Linked DNA regions of Mus musculus: region 1 is linked to region 2. Evidence: chromatin contacts called from public Micro-C data. All regions are on one chromosome and are shown on one strand. The core of a region is the stretch at or near the end of the contact, and the rest is flanking DNA. Distances in the headings are between cores, read along the strand shown.

The links. A called contact is a pair of places that touch in the nucleus more often than the background predicts.
Region 1: a Micro-C map of embryonic stem cells shows a contact between it and region 2, with 3 times the contacts expected there. The contact joins the promoter of Rpl5 here to the promoter of Btbd8 in region 2. A contact is called at or near these places in 1 of 39 promoter capture datasets (stem cell-derived epiblast-like cells), 2 of 484 Hi-C or Micro-C datasets (CD4 T cells and embryonic stem cells) and 2 of 115 datasets of contacts at active chromatin or transcription factors (large pre-B cells and trophoblast stem cells).

The regions. Positions count from the first base shown.
Region 1 is chr5:107,898,546-107,903,219 of GRCm38.p6, reverse strand. It overlaps Rpl5 (ribosomal protein L5), which reads right to left and starts at 2,692. Exons shown (of 8, transcript NM_016980.2): 1 at 2,574-2,692; 2 at 1,281-1,350; 3 at 1,083-1,198. The coding sequence starts at 2,576.
Region 2 is chr5:107,436,119-107,440,528 of GRCm38.p6, reverse strand. It overlaps Btbd8 (BTB (POZ) domain containing 8), which reads right to left and starts at 2,599. Exons shown (of 18, transcript NM_001378266.2): 1 at 2,384-2,599. The coding sequence starts at 2,532.

The sequences.
Region 1 (4,674 bases), core at 1,443-3,942, 460 kb before region 2:
TACCTGTCCCACCTAAGTGCCTCTTAACAAGCTGTGATGAGAAGAGACAACTCATTGAAGACTAATCTGTATGGGCATCAACTACATGGTGGTTTAGGGGGAAAAGTATGGTTAAAATACATATGGCATGTTAGAACTCAATTATAATAGCTCTTTCTAAATACTGAAGGCATTATTTATGGTGGGTGAGTTGGTGAAATCATAGGTGCCTTTAGAAGTCAACAAACTGGGCAGGAGATGATCTCAGACTAGATCCTGAGCTCATGGCTATATTGCAAGATTCTTTCAAGGCTGGCCTGGTCTACAAAGAATTACAGGTCAGCCAGGGTCATACAGTAGGACCCCATCTCAAAAAAGGGCACCTTTAATCCTAGCCCTGGGGAGGTAGAGGCAGGCAGAGCTTTAAATTCAAGGCCAGCCTGGTCTACAGGCAACAGCCAAGGTTAACTAAATAAAGATCCACCACCACCAAAGTCAGGTCTCACTTACTTAAAAGTATCTTTTGAGCTAAATTTAACCAAGTCTTAGACACTTCATCCTTAATTATCAGAACACCAGACAACCCCACCTTCAGTTAACAAAGTCACAAAAGGCAAGTGCACCTATCTCCTGACCAGCAAATTTTTATTGTAAAAGCCCTGAATACAGGGACTGCCATTTTTAAAGGGCTTTCAAAGTGGAAGACATTTTTGTGTATTTTAAAACCTATTTCAAACAGTAAATAGAAATAGCTTGTCATGCTGGGATGACAGATGAGCAACCCTGCCTGGCAACAAGAGTCCTACCACCCTATTACCAGCCTTTTTAAATCAGTAAAATGGCACACAAGCCCATAAAGTAAGCACCAGGAGTTAATGCGTGACAGATGAAGGTAATTGGAAGACTATTCATATCAACAGATTTCCCAGTCCTCCTCTCAAATTCCATAATGGAAATTAAGCAAAGCCAGGATTTCCAAACCTTCCCCCCACCCCCACCCCCCCCACCCGCCACTGAAATCTACTAACACAAGAAAATAGTCTCTCCCAAAAGTTAGAGTTGATGCGTCTGACCACACTACTCAAGTCTAGGACATAACTCACCTGGCAGATGATATCTCTGTTAGTTACACGAACTATCATCCTATATTTGGGTGTGTTGTACTTATTCTTGTCCTGGATCACCAATCGTTTTCGAGCATAGTAGTCAGTTTTACCCTCTGCAAGGGGAAAAAAAAATTTAACCAGGGAAGGTTCCACCTTGAAACAGTCTTCAGAAACTAAAACAGAAAAAGTTCATACCTCGCCGCCTTCGAAATCTCACTTGGTATCTTTTAAAGTAGGCCTTATTCTTGACAACTTTCACAAACCCCTTTAAAGGAAAAAAAAAATTATCAGGGCTTTGCTAATTGTTTCGTCCCATGACTTTTTTCTTTTGATACAGGCCAACTATGTAGCCCAACATGACCTAGCATTTGGTAGTTTCTGAGCGCCGAATTAATAGGCAAGAACCACCTGGGTTTTGGTCTGTATTTTTTTATTTAACTATGTAACAAAATCATGCCCAAGTTTCAAAAGCAAATTATTACAAGTGTCAACTTCTATAGCATGTTTCTAAGCTGACCGGAAACAAGAATCGCTGTTGTGCAGTGCTCAACCTTTAATAAGGTTAGTTCCTCATGCTGTGGTGACCCTTCCCCAAACCATAAATCTCGTTGCTGCTTCGTTAATTTAATCTTGTAGTTATTCATCGTTAATACAAATATCTGACAGATGGGTTAAGAACCAGATGGAGAACTGCTGTTGCACTGGTTCTCTTCGCCAAACACACCTAACTAAGCCTCAGAAAACACGTAAAGATGGCTGGGCGGAATAGGGCACCGACCCAAGTCGCTCCATCCACAACTGCAGGCTCCTTACTACAACTTGCAGGTACAAAGACATTTTCGTACTGCCTTTAAACAATCTTTCAATTCCTGTACCACTGATCGATCCCTACGCCAAACCGCCGGGATGTATCACCTACACCGGAGCCAATCTGTGCCGACAACTGCACACCTCACCGAGAAAGTTCAACCACTCGGCGCTCACTTCCTCCCTGCCTAAACCGGGCTCAAATGGCAGAGTACGATCTACAATTACTCCTCGCAAATGAAGAGCTGCACCCCACCTCTCAAGTCCGATCTCAGCAAATCTCTGAAAACAGGGCCAGACTCTGGCCAGGAAGAGCCAGGGGCCGCCACATCCCTTCCGGGACGCAGCAGCGCCACGGCCTCCACTGACAGACACTCCCGGCTTCAGGGCTCTGTGCGAGGCCGAGGGATTCGGGCTTCCGTGGCACGGCCTCCTGACGACCCCGGAGACAACTGCGGCTGGCAGCCGGACTCGGAAGCCTCGTCCCGAGCACCCTCCGCCGCGGCCCCTCCCCCGGCTGGCACCCGGCAGCCATTAGGCCACGCTGGAACGGCGGGCGCAGAGCCGGGAATCGAATGCCATCTGCCCCCCGGGTCGCACGAGCCGACCCCGAGCGGGCATCCGCGAGAGGAGGGGGCACCCCGGTGCACGCACGGGCCTGAGACCCAGATGCCCACTCACCATCCTGCGGAATAGAGACCCGCAACCGCGGCTCCACGCAGACCTGCAGAGTCGGCCGCGCTAAGGGGGAAAAAGACCGGAGTCACGTACGCATGCGCAGTATGTAGCACCACCAGCACGCAAGCGACGTGAGAAAGAGTGGCTGTAGGCCTCAAGATGCGCGGGCTATCGCCCCCTGCCGGTAGGAGGATGAATGTCATCTTCCTCCTCTCAACGAGCATGGAGGATGGGCGATGAGAAAGGGAAATAGAGGCTTTTTGCGAGGACTTTTTTTTTTTTTTTTTTGGGGGGGGGGTGGTTTTTCGAGATAGGGTTTCTCTGTGTGACCCTGGCTGTCCTGGAACTCACTCTGTAGACCAGGCTGGTCTCGAACTCAGAAATCAGCCTGCCTCTGCCTCCCAAGTGCTGGGATTAAAGGCGTGTGCCACCACTACCGGGCAGGAGGACATTTTTAAAAACACGCTCGGCATGCACGCACACACACCACACTTATATAATTATTTTTCTAAGCAGGAGGGGGTAAAAATTAAGTTAAATACATGAATTTGCCTATGCTGAAATCTTGCCTTCTCCATGACTTGACTCACTTCTGGAATATATATTTCGGAATTCCCAGCACACAGGGCCGCCGGGAAGCTCAGCCTCAGAGCCTCAAGTTTGAGTTAGAAGAGACTCTTCTGCCTTTGCATAGCATCTTGACATCTGCTTCAAGCATACTTTTCATTCTCCAGCACTTCTCAGAGTGCTGACCTCCAGTCAATTCTTAGTTACCTGTTACATGGTGAAAACAAAACAAAACCCACTGCACTCTCCTGTTGCCTTTATGCTTCCATTGTCCCCAGAATTCCTGACATTATGAGCGCCGCCTCCTCCATCACTCTTAGTCCCCTTCCTCAAGAAGTTTCTTTTTAGGACTGGGTGTGCAGCTAAGAATTGCAGCCTCAGTACTTAGAAGGGAGAGGAAAAAGAATCAGAAAGTGCAAGGCTAGCCTAGGCTACCTAGTGAATTGGAAGCCAGCCTGGGCTGCCTGAAGGAAAAGAAATGCATACAAACAATTATTTAAACACGTGAAAGAACAGTTATAAGGCTGAGAGCTTTAGAAAGTCTAAAAAAAGTCTGAGAGCCGGGCAGTGGTGGTGCACGACCTGGGAGGCAGAGGCAGGCAGATTTGAGTTTGATGCCAGCCTGGTCTACAAAGTGAGTTCCAGGTCAGCCAGGGCTACACAGAGAAATCCTGTCTCGGAAAACCAAAGTCAATGAGAATGCAATTTGAAAATTGCTTCCCTAGCCGGGCGTGGTGGCGCACGCCTTTAATCCCAGCGCTCGGGAGGCAGAGGCAGGTGGATTTCTGAGTTTAAGGCTAGCCTGGTCTACAGAGTGAGTTCCAGGACAGCCAGGGCTACACAGAGAAACTCTGTCTCAAAAAACAAAACGAAACAAAAAAAAAAAAAAAAAAAAAGAAAAGAAAAGAAAGAAAGAAAAGAAAAAACAAAACAAAGTTGCTTCCCCAAATTCTGTGTACCCAATTATTTTTAGCAATAGCATTTTATGACACTGGTGCTCAGATTTTGGAGGGGCAGTGGGACTCCTTAAAAATATTTGTATTTTTATGGATAGCTCAGCAGGTAAAAGTGATTGCTATACAAACCTGATGTACTGACGTCAGACCCCCGGAACCCTTATGGAAAGCCAGGAATGGAGTATGTACCTGTAATCCCAGCATTCCTGTGGTGAGATTCCAGGTTGAAGCCGAATCCCCTAGAAGTGTGTGGGTCAGCAGCAGCAATCAATAGAAAATGTCCTACAGCTGGATCTCATGTAGGCATTTTTCTCAGTGGAGGCCACCTCCTCTCTAATGATTCAGATCTTGGAGTTTCCCAGCTCCCACAAGGCAGCTCACAACTTTCTGAAACCCCAAAATCTAACACTCACACAGACACACATCTAGGCAGAACACCAAATAAAATAACACATTAAATAAACAGACAAACAAATGATAAAATGCTCATAATAAAATAATAAATAAAACACACATCAAATAAAAATAAATACTTTTTAAAAAAAAGTGTGCTCAGTTATTGTACTAGCTGGTTTTCTGTT
Region 2 (4,410 bases), core at 1,350-3,849:
TAGGACTAATATTGCTGTGGTGAAACACCACGACCAAAGCAACTTGGGGAAGAAAGGGGGTTTATTTTACTCAGTTCTATGGACTAAAAAGCAGTGAGCACAGGAACTCAATCAGGACAGGAACCTGGAGGCAGGAGCTGATGCATAGGCCACAGAAGGGAACTGCTTGCTGCCTTGCTCAGCCTTTCTTATAGAGTGCAGGACCACCAGCCCGGGGTGGCACCACCCTCAATGGGCGGGACCCTCCCCAAACAATAATTAAGAAAATGTTTACAGCTGGATCTTGGAGAGGCATTTTCTCAATTGAGTTTCTTTCCTATGACTCTAGCTTGTGTCGGATTAACATAAAACTAACCAGGACAGGCTCAAATCTACTTATATGACCTTGGCTTTTTATCATAAATCTCAATACTTTAATCTCATCTGAACTGGATTGTATACTAAGCTGACATTAGCTTCATGTGCTAGTTAAGCAAGGTAACTTCTGTGGAGAAATTGTATGATAATCCAGGTAGCAAGTGGTACCTTTAAGAATGCACAACCCCCAGAAGGAATATTGAGATAATATACTTTTCCTCCCCAGAAGCCCATCCTTCAGTGCAGCCACTTGCAGCATGATGACATTGTGACAGCGCAAGACAGCGCAGAGGCTCCTCCATCTCATATTCTTGCTGAGGCCATTTCAGGTTTAACTAACATTTGGTTTCCTTGATAGAGAATCCCACAAAAAAGTTAACCAACTCTATTGTAGGAATCCAAGGTCAACAGATTCCAGCCAATTTAGCTTTTTTGTTAAACTGCCTACTGTGCAGACCTCCCCTCCAGTTAACTGCTCAAGTTCTGTTACAGTGTTTGCTTGTGCAAAATTCCCCCTGCAGCTGCACAATACAGGGGAAGTGGCTTTAAAAGCCCCTCACCTAAATGCTTGGGAGTACACTTAGGTCCCAGCCAATAGGAACAAATACTTTCAATTGGCTAGAAACTGTGTCTGAGTAGTCACCACTGGCAAATGGGCTCCTCTAACAACAGAAACCTGCCTGCTTTTCTGAGTCCTAACTCAAAGCATAAGGTTTTCTTTTCCTTTCTATCCTTTTCTTTTAGACACTGGCCCATACACTCTGGACTTTCTCACTGTTCTTTGGAAGTAGCTCACACATCACACAGCAGCTGTTCTCCACTGGGTAGCCTACCAGCTTTCTTAGACCTGATATAAAAGGCACGGCTTTCTCTTCCCCATGCTTCCAGGCAGCTGATAAGACATGTAGCTTGCCTATTGACTCTGTTTTTAAAATCATTTTATTAATGAGACTATGAAGACTATGAAGAAGAGGACCTCAGCTTTTTTTCCCGATAAACATATGAGCTCAACGTGAAGATCCCCAAATTTCCACAGTTGTTCACAGTAAGATTTGTAGAATAAAGCCAGGTGTGGTGGCAGATGCCTCTAATGACAGGCAGAGGCAGGCTGATCTGTGATCCTGGTCTAGAGAGTGAGTTCCTGAACAGTCTGGGCTACATTGAGAAAAAACAACCCAAAAAACAAAACAACGAAACCCAAATAAGCAAACGAAAGTATTGTGCAATAAGAGAGAAATGATCCAGAGGTTAGCAGCATTGCTCTTGCAGAGGGCCTGGGTTTGGTTCTCATCACCCACACTATTATAGAAAGAATACGCATTCCCAGTAAGAAATCACTCCCGCACTTATCACAGGTCTGCGTATGGCTAATTAATGCCTAAGGAAGAGCTGGCCTTGAGTAAATTTTTACTAACTTATATACACACCTTAGGAGATGCATTTTCATATATGCCGTCATCTTTAAATCGAGTTCCAGCCCCAGTCTGCACTTTGAACAATTTAAATAGAGACAGGAGTCTGCAAGTCTGACCACTTGGGTGGATGGGAGGTTTGCACAGCAGAGCTATTGCCAGAATTATTTTCAGTACAGCAGTATGTGTTTCCCCCACTAGTTGATGGCCGGGTTCATCTTGCCCACCTGTCAGAATTATGCCTTCCCTGCTAAGAGCATAGAGGAATTAATGGTAGCTGTGACCCTGAGCTGCCCCGTTAAAGGCACACGGTTCGGTCCTTCATGTCAAGAAAACACTCGTTTTCCTAATTGAATAATTTTTCTTCCAACTTTTTAAAGACATGGTATGTGTTTCAGGGTCTGGACGCAGCCCGAACTCAGCAACAGCCACTGCCGGTGTGTGAACCTTAGAAACACTGGTTGCAACGCATCGTGTAGGTCTAATTTTTGTCCTCCTTCTGAGTGCCTAGACACCGGTTCCTTGGGTCGGGCTGAGCCTCCTTGGGAGGGAGGCGCCCAGCGAGACTGCAGCGAGGCGGGGAGGGAGTGAGCAGCGCTGCTCCCGCCTCCTACCTGAGCACGTCGCGGCTGAGCTGCTCCGACACCGCCGCCTTCAGCCGGCGCCGCTCCCCGGGCCCCTTCCTGGGCAGCCCCTTCCTGCCATGCCCCGGGGAACTCAGAAGGGCCACCGGGGCCGCACCTCCCGCTCCACAGTGGGCCATGTCGGCCGCAGAACCCCGGTGCCAGGCCGCGCTGGACCGGTACGGGGGCGTTCCCGAGCCCAACAGCGCGCAGCCGAATCCGCCCCGGAAGGAAAATTCCCGCCCCCACCTAGTTTGCAGCCGGTCCCTAAATGCTGCGGACCAGGCACCGCGCGCCTAGGACTCAAAGCCCGTAGCCACGTGACCGGGCGCTGCTGCGCAGGCGCACTCGCTCTGTTTACATTGGCCTGTTTGCGCCCTCCTAACTGACCTGAAGGGAAGGTCCCCAGAGCTGTAATCTGTTCTTTCTTCTTACTGGTTGGTGTTAAGTCAACCGTTTAATGAGTGTTATGGAGAAGTGACTTGAAATCAATGTGAGAAGAATTTGTATGTGTTCTTTCTGGGGTGTCTGCATCCTCTGCCCTCTTTATGAAAGATGGGGGTTGGGGGTAAGGTGGGGGATGGGATCACAAGAGTTTTCCAGTAGTGAGTATTAATGTCCTGAGCAAGGAGGTAGATAGGCATAGTTGGTATAGCACAAGTTATATTTTAGTATGCCGAGGGTCATCACATAAGGTTCATGCCCTAAATTCCTATGGTCCCAAGGCCATCTCCCTAAGGCTGCTTAACTGGGTGATGTATCTTAGCTGAAGGTTATATAAGGGTCCATGATTCGCCAAGGAATGATACCTAGGACTCAAATAGTATGTAAACACAAAGAGTGTTTTATTCTACAGAAGTCCAGCATGCTGGGGTCTCCCATTACCAAGACAGAGACAATCAAGTGAGCTCGCAGGCCTGATTTAAGCACATTAGGGGATTCTGGGATAGATAACCTTCATCTTGCTCCATCTCTAAGAATATTCCGTTACCAGGGTGTGGGGGATGGAAACTGTTGTTGACCCTTTGCCCTTGCTTCAGGCCAGGTGGCAGGACAGCTTCTGATGGCAGGGCAGTTTCTGACCAGCTGCCTAAAGCCAGGGTTTTTTTCTAGTAACTGACTTGCCTGGGCTTGCCTGGATTTGCCCAGTTCTTAGGCCTAGTCTCCTGGACTGCCAATTTGAAGCCTGTCATGGAGTCAGCCTGTATCAGACGACTCTAACAGTCTTTGATTAAGGGTCAGGATCCTGGGAGAGACTCTCCAGCCACAGGGCAGACTCTTAATCTCTGTTTACATTCTATCTACTGGCGTCAACGGGATTCTAGGGCTGTGTCTAATTATCTAAGTGGTGCCACTAGGTTTTGGTTATCAGGTGCAGCCTTGAGTTCAGTGGAATTCCTGGCTAAGCTATTTTTACAAATCTAAAATGCATGTTTTTTTGTTTTGTTTTGTTTTGTTTTGTTTTACTGTGCTCATTACACCTACTTAGCTTTGAGGAATAAATGATTTGGATTAAGAAAATGTGAAGGGCCAGGCGTGGTGGCACACGCCTTTGATCCCAGCACTTGGGAGGCAGAGGCAGGCAGATTTCTGAGTTCGAGGCCAGCCTGGTCTAAAAAGTGAGTTCCAGGACAGCCGGGGCTACACAGAAACCCTGTCTCGAAAAACCAAAAAAAAAAAAAAAAAAAGTGAAGGTTAACCCTCTCATGATTCACAGCTTCCTGTTTTCATGCCTAACTCCACTGCCCCATCTGGTTTCATATCACAACTATTAAGTTATCTGCCATTTTTTTGAGGGCTTCCCCACCCCAATAGTCCTTAAATTGTAAGGCTTTTATACTATTCTAAGTCGAGCGTGTGGCTCTAAAGACTCCAAGCTAGGATCTGCTTTTATTAATGCAAATGTGCGATATGTCAGGCCCAAATGAAATTCCATCTCTCCAAATTCTGGTGGTTAGACAAAAGTCCAGCATTCCTCGGGAACTTGTGAAGCCATTTGTGGTGTGTGTTAGCATACC